3 separate regions of the Mus musculus genome follow, and regions 2 and 3 are each linked to region 1. The links are chromatin contacts, called in public Hi-C and Micro-C maps. All regions are on one chromosome and are shown on one strand. Each heading gives the region's core, a stretch centred on a gene start, on an enhancer-like site or on the middle of the called end of the contact. The rest is flanking DNA. Distances are from core to core; before and after follow the strand shown.

What was found. A called contact is a pair of places that touch in the nucleus more often than the background predicts.
Region 2: a contact with region 1 is called in a Hi-C map of cerebral cortex, with 3 times the contacts expected there. The contact joins the enhancer-like site here to the promoter of Gabrg3 in region 1. A contact is called at or near these places in 2 of 39 promoter capture datasets (hippocampal neurons and stem cell-derived epiblast-like cells) and 2 of 484 Hi-C or Micro-C datasets (cerebral cortex and nephron progenitors).
Region 3: a Micro-C map of embryonic stem cells shows a contact between it and region 1, with 2.3 times the contacts expected there. The contact joins the promoter of Gabrb3 here to the promoter of Gabrg3 in region 1. A contact is called at or near these places in 1 of 484 Hi-C or Micro-C datasets (embryonic stem cells), 1 of 115 datasets of contacts at active chromatin or transcription factors (embryonic stem cells) and 1 of 9 other capture datasets (adipose tissue).

The regions. Positions count from the first base shown.
Region 1 is chr7:57,385,872-57,388,687 of GRCm38.p6, reverse strand. It overlaps Gabrg3 (gamma-aminobutyric acid (GABA) A receptor, subunit gamma 3), which reads left to right and starts at 1,473. Exons shown (of 10, transcript NM_008074.3): 1 at 1,473-1,967. The coding sequence starts at 1,915. Gm9962 (predicted gene 9962) reads right to left here and starts at 1,416. Exons shown (of 3, transcript NR_033504.1): 1 at 1,294-1,416.
Region 2 is chr7:57,242,668-57,245,494 of GRCm38.p6, reverse strand. All of the region lies in intron 3 of Gabrg3 (gamma-aminobutyric acid (GABA) A receptor, subunit gamma 3), which reads left to right. Among named protein-coding and RNA genes, the nearest start is that of Gm39017, 58 kb to the left of the region's middle. Within about 2 kb of position 1,259, at least 6 of the 459 cell types and tissues checked have an H3K27ac peak or open chromatin away from gene starts, as enhancers often do. A contact at or near this core is called in cerebral cortex and hippocampal neurons, where this site is marked.
Region 3 is chr7:57,589,714-57,592,428 of GRCm38.p6, reverse strand. It overlaps Gabrb3 (gamma-aminobutyric acid (GABA) A receptor, subunit beta 3), which reads right to left and starts at 1,256. Exons shown (of 9, transcript NM_008071.3): 1 at 1,074-1,256; 2 at 857-948; 3 at 591-658. The coding sequence starts at 1,153. It also overlaps a transcript of Gabra5 not described here.

The DNA of each region.
Region 1 (2,816 bases), core at 224-2,723:
TTGTGCACCATCCTTTGACTAGATTCTGAAGGGTTCCTTTGTATGGTACAGAAATTAGAGATGAAGGAGAGTTTGATAGAAACTTCAAGAAGGAAGGTAGGTGTTGGCTGTTAGGAATCTCCATGGGACATAGGCATTCAGACTTATATAAGTGCAGGTAAAGAGGGGTGATAAAAAAATGTCCTGATTGGGGTGAGCTGGGTGACACAGGAAGAAGGCAGTGGCCTGGGATTAACCAAGATAGCACAATCCTTAGTTAAAAGCAATGCTATTATCAAGAAAAGCCTCCAGCCTCCAGCAGGCTTACGATTCTTAACCTGAGAATCTAGAGACAAGGGAGGGAATTCCCAAGAGCTTCAACCTGCTTCTCTCTGTATTTTATGAAAAAGCTTACTGTCAGTGTTTCTAAAATCCCTTCTCTTGGGGAGATAGGAGCATTGTCAACACCCTCCTCCTGGGCCCTAACAACAAAACAGTGTTCACCCCCACACAGTTTAGCCTGTGGACCTGGAGTTTATTGGCCATACCCTACAGAGGTAAGAGGTTGCTGACAGGATCTTGGGTGCTCACAAAACAACTTCACTTAACATGATTAATGGTCTCTTCATCTCCTTGCTCTAGTTTTTCCAAGCCTATGTGTTCTAGTACCTCCTTCCCCTAGACACAGACTATTGGCAATGGGGGGCAAAATTGCAAAGAAATGACTGGGAGAAGTGTTTAGACATCAGGTGAGGATCCAATGACCTTCCCAACCCCTCCTTCTGTGAAAGAAAGCCAGCAATCCACAGGCCCAAACTTGATGCATTCCTGCAAGCAGGCATAGCTACTTATAATGATGGTGGCAAATTGGCTGCAAGGGAAGTACTTTATAGCATCCAGTATTAACGAAACTGTCGTGTCTATGATTAGTAGTTGAAAATATATTTCTAAGGTTTTTTTTTTTTTAATTATGGAAGTAAAATTCCTATTTGTGTTGAAGTTAATGTTTGCATGCCAAAAGATTAGCTTTCTAAACGATCCTACAAATAAAAACAAGCAATTTCAGTTTGGAACATGAAAATAACGTCAGTCCCATCCAACAGGGTCCTTTGCTTTCTGGCTCCGGTGCCTTCTCTCTGGCCTTAAACATTTCACTTCTACTAATTACTGATAGTGTTTTAGTCTCTCTTTTCTGCGAAAAGGGGACATTGTTGGGACTTCCCCAGCAAGCCACAGTTATGAGCACCAGGGGGAGTTCAGGTAAGCAAGCACCACCCTAGAGAAGATCGCCTTTTGGCAAACCATCTCACTTACTTGCAATGGCGTCCCTAAGAGAAGGCACACGGCACAGGGGACAAGCAGGGTGGGTGCGCTGCAGTAAAACTACCAGTGCCCATGACTCCATCGATGACACGGGCCAGTCCCCAGGCCCCTTCTGCGCCTCCTTGCGGGATCCCCAAGCTCTCCTTCCCACCCACCAGCCCCGCCCCCTTCCCGACCTCCCAACTCCGAGTCCATTCAAACCTCGCTGCCTTCGCCTGGCATTGCCAAGCGTGTTAATTGGGGAAACTCCTCCCCGCCGCGGCCGGCGGGCACCACCGAGGCAACCGCGACCTCCCGCCACGCTTCGGAGCGCAGCTGCCCCAGCGCAGAGCCCCGAGCCGGCCCGGGAGGTGGGGGGCTCGGGCTGCGGGAGGAGGGTGCCCGGCCACCTGCTGCCCCCCCTTCCCCGTGCTGATCGCTCCCGAGAGCGGACGCACCCCAGCTCGTGTGCGCCCCGCAGAGCCGGACCGTCGGGGACGCGGCGCTCGGAGCAGACACCTGTCCCTCCCAGTCCGCAGAACCCTGGGCGCTGCAGCCCGTGGGAGTCTAGTAGGCGCCGGAGCAAGTAGAGACCAAGCCCTGCAGAGGCCTCGGACCCGCTCCCGGAGAGCCATGGCTGCAAAGCTGCTGCTTCTCCTCTGCCTGTTCTCGGGCTTGCATGCTCGGTAAGTGGCTCCCAGGCGTTTCCAAGAGGCCGGCGGGGGCGGAAGGGCGGCGGGGGGCGCCGTCTGCCGGCCGCCAGTCCCAGGTGCGCGCCGTCCACTGGGCTGCAGAAGAGGGAAGGTTCCCGCACCTCACCTCCTCACCTGTAGGTCTCCCCCAGGTCCAGACCTCAGCTCCAAGGCCGCCACAGCCCTCTGCAAGCCGGTTTGTGTGGGGACTGTTTGGGTGATTATAGGATGTGGTGGTTTCAAGGGACTTGGGAAATCAAAATGATGAGGCAGTAGCCTTATCTTTCTCATCAGTTATCCAAGGGCTTTCTGACATGCATTGGTTAACACTCTATATGTTCCAGCACTGAAAAGAAACCTCCGGACCCAGGAATTCTGTTTTCTCAACCACCCTATATAGATTACAGAAGAGGTAATTTGCAGGAGGAAAGTGGAGGGGGCTGGGGCAGGTGGTCAGGAAGAGCCCTGCTTCTTCTCCAGGTCCTACAGCAGCACACACAAGCACCCCATCTCTATTAAAGAATCAGGTTGCGGTTCACATGGAAGCTTCTTGAAGCTGTAAGAAATTATCTCACTGTGAATACCCCAAACCAGCACCAGTCAGCTAACAGAAGATTCACCCCGCAGACAGAGAAGGGCTCAGAAGAAGGACAGTGGCACCAGAAGGGTTAAAGCCTGTTGCCATAAACACAACTAGAGATGCTGACATGGTTTAATTCCACCTCCTAGATTGGTGCTCTGATTAGCTCCTGCAGAACTAACCTGAGTTTTGGAAATTCCTGGTTGTCTCCCCAACTGTCACCCTAGGAATTGGAGGACACCCCATTCCCAGAACACACTTGT
Region 2 (2,827 bases), core at 10-2,509, 140 kb after region 1:
GGCTGGTCTTGTATTATCCTGTTTGTAGTGATGGGCTCAGCTCTGTATGGCACATTCCAAGTACCTCTGTTAATAAAGGGATTAATAGGGTGATTGATTTTTTTGAGGATAGACATGAATCTTATAGGTCTCCTGTAGTATGGTGTGGTGGTTTGAATAGGAATGGCCTCTATGGGCTCATACGTTTGAATGTTTGGTTTTTAGGGAGTGGTGCTACTGGCCTGGCCCTGTGTCTCTCTCTTCCTGCTGACTTCCAATCCAGATATAGAACTCTCAGCTATTCCTCCAGCACCATGCCTGTCTATATGCTGACTAAGACATATCAGTTGAACAAATACTCAATCTGAAACTAATTAAAAATTAAAATATTGAAATGTTCCTAAACCAGAAATGTTTTAAGTACTGTTTCAATATTCTGTGCAGGAAATTACACATGTAACATATGCCACCAATCACAGCCAAAGAGATATATTAACAATGGTGTATCAAATCACCTTCAAGTCTGTAAGTGAGCTCTCATTGTTGATATACAAAGGTTGCTGAGTCTGCAAGAATCTAAAATGTCGTTGCTCCCAAACTCTTCATATAAGGAATGTGCAAGCTGCGAAGAAGTGTCAGGCATGAGTGTGTGCATACTTGCCCATCTCTATAAGCATGGAGCAGGTCTCTGGACGTCAAGTCCAGCCAGAGCATAGATGTTCTCAACCTCAGAGGCTGTTAATGCATTTTTATTGTTGTTGTTATAGTTGTTATGAGTTTTTAAAAAATTTTTTTTAATTTTGTTTTGGTTTTTGTATCACATGTTTAAAATTGAAGCTTTGAAATTTAGATGTGTGTCCTTGGTCGCTATGGAGGGATGTGGTGAGTGCTATAGTGGTTGTTCTTGCTTCCAGAATCACATAGTTCACAGTGTGTAAGAATGTCCCACAGTTCTCTTCACCACAGTTTTACTCTGAATTCTCAGCGAGCAACACTAATCAGGAGACAAGGATAACCCCCTCAGCTTCCATTTTGGTAAGTGAGAAATTTTTCTGCAGATGCTGTGGAGGTTTCCCGTGGAGCCTCCAGCTTTGCAAAGGACAGGAGCATCCCTAGACCCCACACATAGTCTGCCTGTCCTTGGCTTCCTGGCTGTCTCCTCTGCCATCTTCCTTTATACCCACTCTTTCTTTCAGGTGTGGCTCTGTTTCATAGCCTGAGCCCAGCCTGTCTTTGGACTCTCCCAGAAGGGCCACCTCCCTTTTCCACTGGCACAGCAACCCATTCCTTTCAGCACTTCAGCTTGGCCTGCATCAGCACACGTGATGAGCAGCTACCATATGGCCGTCCTGGCAGCTTATGGGTTCTTGCATTCACAAATGCTTTAGCTCATCACGTATAGTTCCCAGCAAAATACAGACCATTTGCTTCCCCTAAGTCATAACAAGATGTTCTTTCACACAGACACGGGAGGTAGTTCCACACAAATATATAAAACCAGGTTCCCACTTCCATGAGCTTTTCCCTCATGATGATCATTTAATTCTACAAATGTTTGTACAACCCAATTGCCTTAGAGGCCCCAGCCTTAGCTCTGCTAAGGATGATCAGAGGGCTTTATCCCTCAGCAGTACCTTGTCAGGACAGAGGTGAAAGTGTCATGCATGCATCCAGTAGACCTGGTACTCACTTTCTGTTTAGGAGCTCTGAGCTCATCTGTTCTTTTGGGGACAGATTTGGGATTGTCTGGTGTAAGAACTGAGCATTGTGGATGCTGATGACAGGCCTGTAGGGGTGTAGCAGAAATGGTTTTAAGATGGGGGTCTCTAGACAAAACATGACTATAGCACCAGTGTTTACCTTGTAATCATCAAGAGGCCTGTGCACAGACTTCACTTATTTTCTGGAAAGAACCTGAGACATAGATTACTCTTTATAATTATATTTTATGTAGAAAATTAAGAGCTCTTCTGCTCCCGACCTTGATCACCAAAGCTTCTTTATTTGCAGTGGGTAGTGGCTACTCTAGAGGCTTAAAACTCATCAAACTGCTGAGTATAAATGATTTTGAGCTCTTAGTGGTGGGAGTCACACTTCTGTTCATAGTCCCTGTGCTTCTCTGCACAAGATCAAGCCAGTACAGACCAGGGAGGAGCACTTGAGAGCCCCGTTCCTATTGGAAGAGCTATTGGCAGTTGATAGTCTGGTGAGGAAGAAGTAGTTTTTCATGTCCCAGTGGATGACCCTGTGCCCATGTGTTCTAGGGCTGCACAAACTGGATTTTGGATTATTCAGTTTTTCAAAAGAAGACATAAAGTTGGAAGGGCAGTTTGCAGAGATGGCTCAGTAGAAAAGAGCACTGATTGCTCTTCCAGAGGTCCTGAGTTCAATTCCCAGCAACCACATGGTGGCTCACAACCATTTGTAACGGAATCCGATGCACTCTTCTAGTGTGTGTCTGAAGACAGCTGCAGTGTACTCATATGAATAAAAAAAAATAAAAAAAAATTTTAAAAATAAATAAAGTTGGAAGGGAGATGTGCTTGGAGCACTAGGGGCTTTGACAGAGATGATAGTGGATGCATCTGTTTAATTCATAGTGAATGAATGTATAAAACTGCCAATGAATAAAATGTATTATTGAAAATAAATTAAAATATAGAGTTCATTTCCTTCCAACTTATCAGTAAATTTGAATGTCATCTAGAGACAGGTGTTAGTCCGTGTTCATTGCTTTAGTGTTTAATGCAGACTTTCTAAATTAAAACTTCTTGTGAACCCCCGGCTCATGCTTTCAGGCAGTCCTTGCTAGCAGATTCCCAGTTCCAATTGGTTCTGACACAGAGCC
Region 3 (2,715 bases), core at 7-2,506, 200 kb before region 1:
GCCAATCTTCCAGAGCCCAGGCAAAGCCTCCCTCCAGAGCGCGGGTCAGGGATCCGTCAGCACCTAGGACAGCGCCCGGCGGAGGAAGCCGGGCCTCTAAACAGAGGCTGAGGCTGGGACACCCACCAAAGAAGCCTCTAGACACATACTACAACCACTTGCTCTTCTCTCCTGCGATCCGCAGCTCTTTCCAAATGACAACAAAGGAAATCCTAAGTACCTTTCACCTGGGGATGCAAGCCGCCCCCACACCCAGTCTCTCTTCACAGCGCTCAGCGCCTGTTGCTAAGGGAAGGGAGAAAGCACTCTGGAAGCCTCGCGACCAGGTGACAGCTCTCCTGAAATGCCTGGGTGCATCGGGTAGCGCTGAGGATCCGGACTCTGGGCCAGTCTAGGACCCCGCGACAGGCCCGGCGCCCACGAGCGTGCAGGGAACAGGGCGGGCAGGAGCCCAACGCCAGAGAGCGCGGCTTCCCCTGCGGGCCAGGAAGCCAAGGCCGGTTCGGGCCTCCAGCCCAACAGGGGAGATTTGTATGGGCCCAGGCGGCCGGATAGGGCCTGGGACAGCTTGGGGAAGCGCAGGCACTCACCATGTTGACTTCAGAAACCATGTCGATGCTGGCGATGTCGATGTTCATCCCCACGCAGACTGGGGGACCTGCGGGAAGCGCAGCACACCGTGATCAGCCAGGCTCCAGCAGGGGGTACGGGTGGCTCTGAGGATTGGGGGGTTCGCAAAGGACCACCCACCCCACCCCGCTGCAGCTCCGCGGAGGCCGCCCCCGCCTCCCTCTCCACCCAGACCGCCAACACGGTGGATCGCGCTTCCCGCAGCGGTCGCGCGCATCCCACTTACCCCCGAAGTCGGGTCTCAGGCGAATGTCGTAGCCTTTCAACAGCTTGTCGACCGTCTCCTTCACAAAGGACATGTTCCCGGGGTCGTTTACGCTGAAGGAGGGGCACATGGCACAGAGAACAGGGTCAGGCAGCGGCTCACCCGCCAGCGCCCGGCGCGCACACAGCGCGCCAGCTCGCGCCCGGCCCGCTTCCCGTCAACCCACCAGCGACCCTACCTCTGAGCGCAGCAAACCACCGCCACCAGCACCGGGGCCGAGAAGATGCCGAAAAGCCTTCCTCCCGCAAAGCCCCACATCCCTTCGCCGCGCCCCGGCACGGGGGAGGGGGCGCCCCGCCGCCGTCGCGACCCGCAGCCGGGGCTGCTGCTGCTGCTGCCGCCACCGCCGCCGCGCTGGCCCGGAGCGGAGGAGGCGGAGGGGGAGGGGGAGGAGAGCAGGGGGGAGGAGCGGGCCGGGAGGGAGGAGCCCTGGCGCGGGTGCGCTGGGCGGGCGGAGGCGGGGGCGGAGCCGGACAAGAACAGCACCCGCCCCCTATGGGTCCGCGGTCGCTCCGGGGCGCCGGCGCCCTCCCAAGCCGCGGCAGCGGCCGCACCGGACTCCCGGGGAAGGGCTTGCGTGCGGCCGCAGATCCGCGCTGGACACTGCGGGCGAGGGCCACGACTGCGTGGCGCCTTGCAGGGCGGGGGATGGGCCACGGAGCCAAGTCCTCAGAGCTTGCAACGGCCGGGCGAAGGATGGGGCCCGGAGTGCAACGCACCGGCACCAGGGACATAGGAAGTGCTCCACATCCCTCGCCCTATCCCACCCTCCACCTTCAACCCCCGCCCTGCTCAGCGGGAGAGCCAGTGGGCTTCACACCGAGCCTTGGCGCTCTGCCTGGTCCGGATCCAAGCTGCAGAGCTCTGAGGTAGCCTCATCCTCACCTGCTGGGCTCAGATCCTCGCGTCCCCAGGGTCCAGGAAAGCCAGATTGGCAGCAGCAGGGCCTGGAGCCCGGAGCACATGGCGCTGCTCCTCTAGCCTAACCTGAGTGGGAACTGCTCCACTCTACCGTCACTGAGCTAGGAACCAACGGCGACGTGGGGATCCCCGCCTCCCCCTACCCCGCCCCTACCCCCACCCGCGGGCTTTCCCGCCTGACCCATCTTCCAGCCCTTTGCATGGCGGCAAGATTATCTATTTATCAAATATGACTATGAAAAGCAGTCTCCTTAAGCTGTGCCTCTCCTGCAAAACCAAGTGAGTGCCGAATCCTTCCTGCTCACATAAACGCATTCATAATGAACCGCAAAGAGAAATCTTGTCGAAAAACTGCAATTCAAGCCACACTTAAGAGACCCTAGCTTGTCATTATGAAGATGAGAAATAATGTGCCTTTTCTGGTGCAGACCAGATACATCCACCCTTATTTGAAGGTAAATATCTTTGTTTTCCTTGTGACAGGACTCCATTCTTTAGTAGTCATTAGAAAACTGCTGGAATATTGGTCAAAAACAAGCACCAGTTGGTACACACTCTGATTTTATATCGCCACTGTTCACTCGCTAGTGCACATTCCACCTGTACATCACTAGAGTACACCCACTGGTGCTTGCCCCACCCGTGTGTCACTATTGTACACCTAAGGAGTGCCTACTCTCCTGTAGACACGGGTTGCCTGTTTTTCTATAGTTAAACCATGCGTCAAACAGGGAGCCCCACAAATCAGGTCTGTTTCTAATTTCTTTAGTTTAGGCGTCCAGGATGCGGTGAGTGCATAGTAATATATGACTATTTTCCAGTATTGGCTCGGTTTTTTTCTCCTATATCTTTTTTTTTTCTGTTACCAGATTAATGTAGGTAAATATCTAAATCTAGAC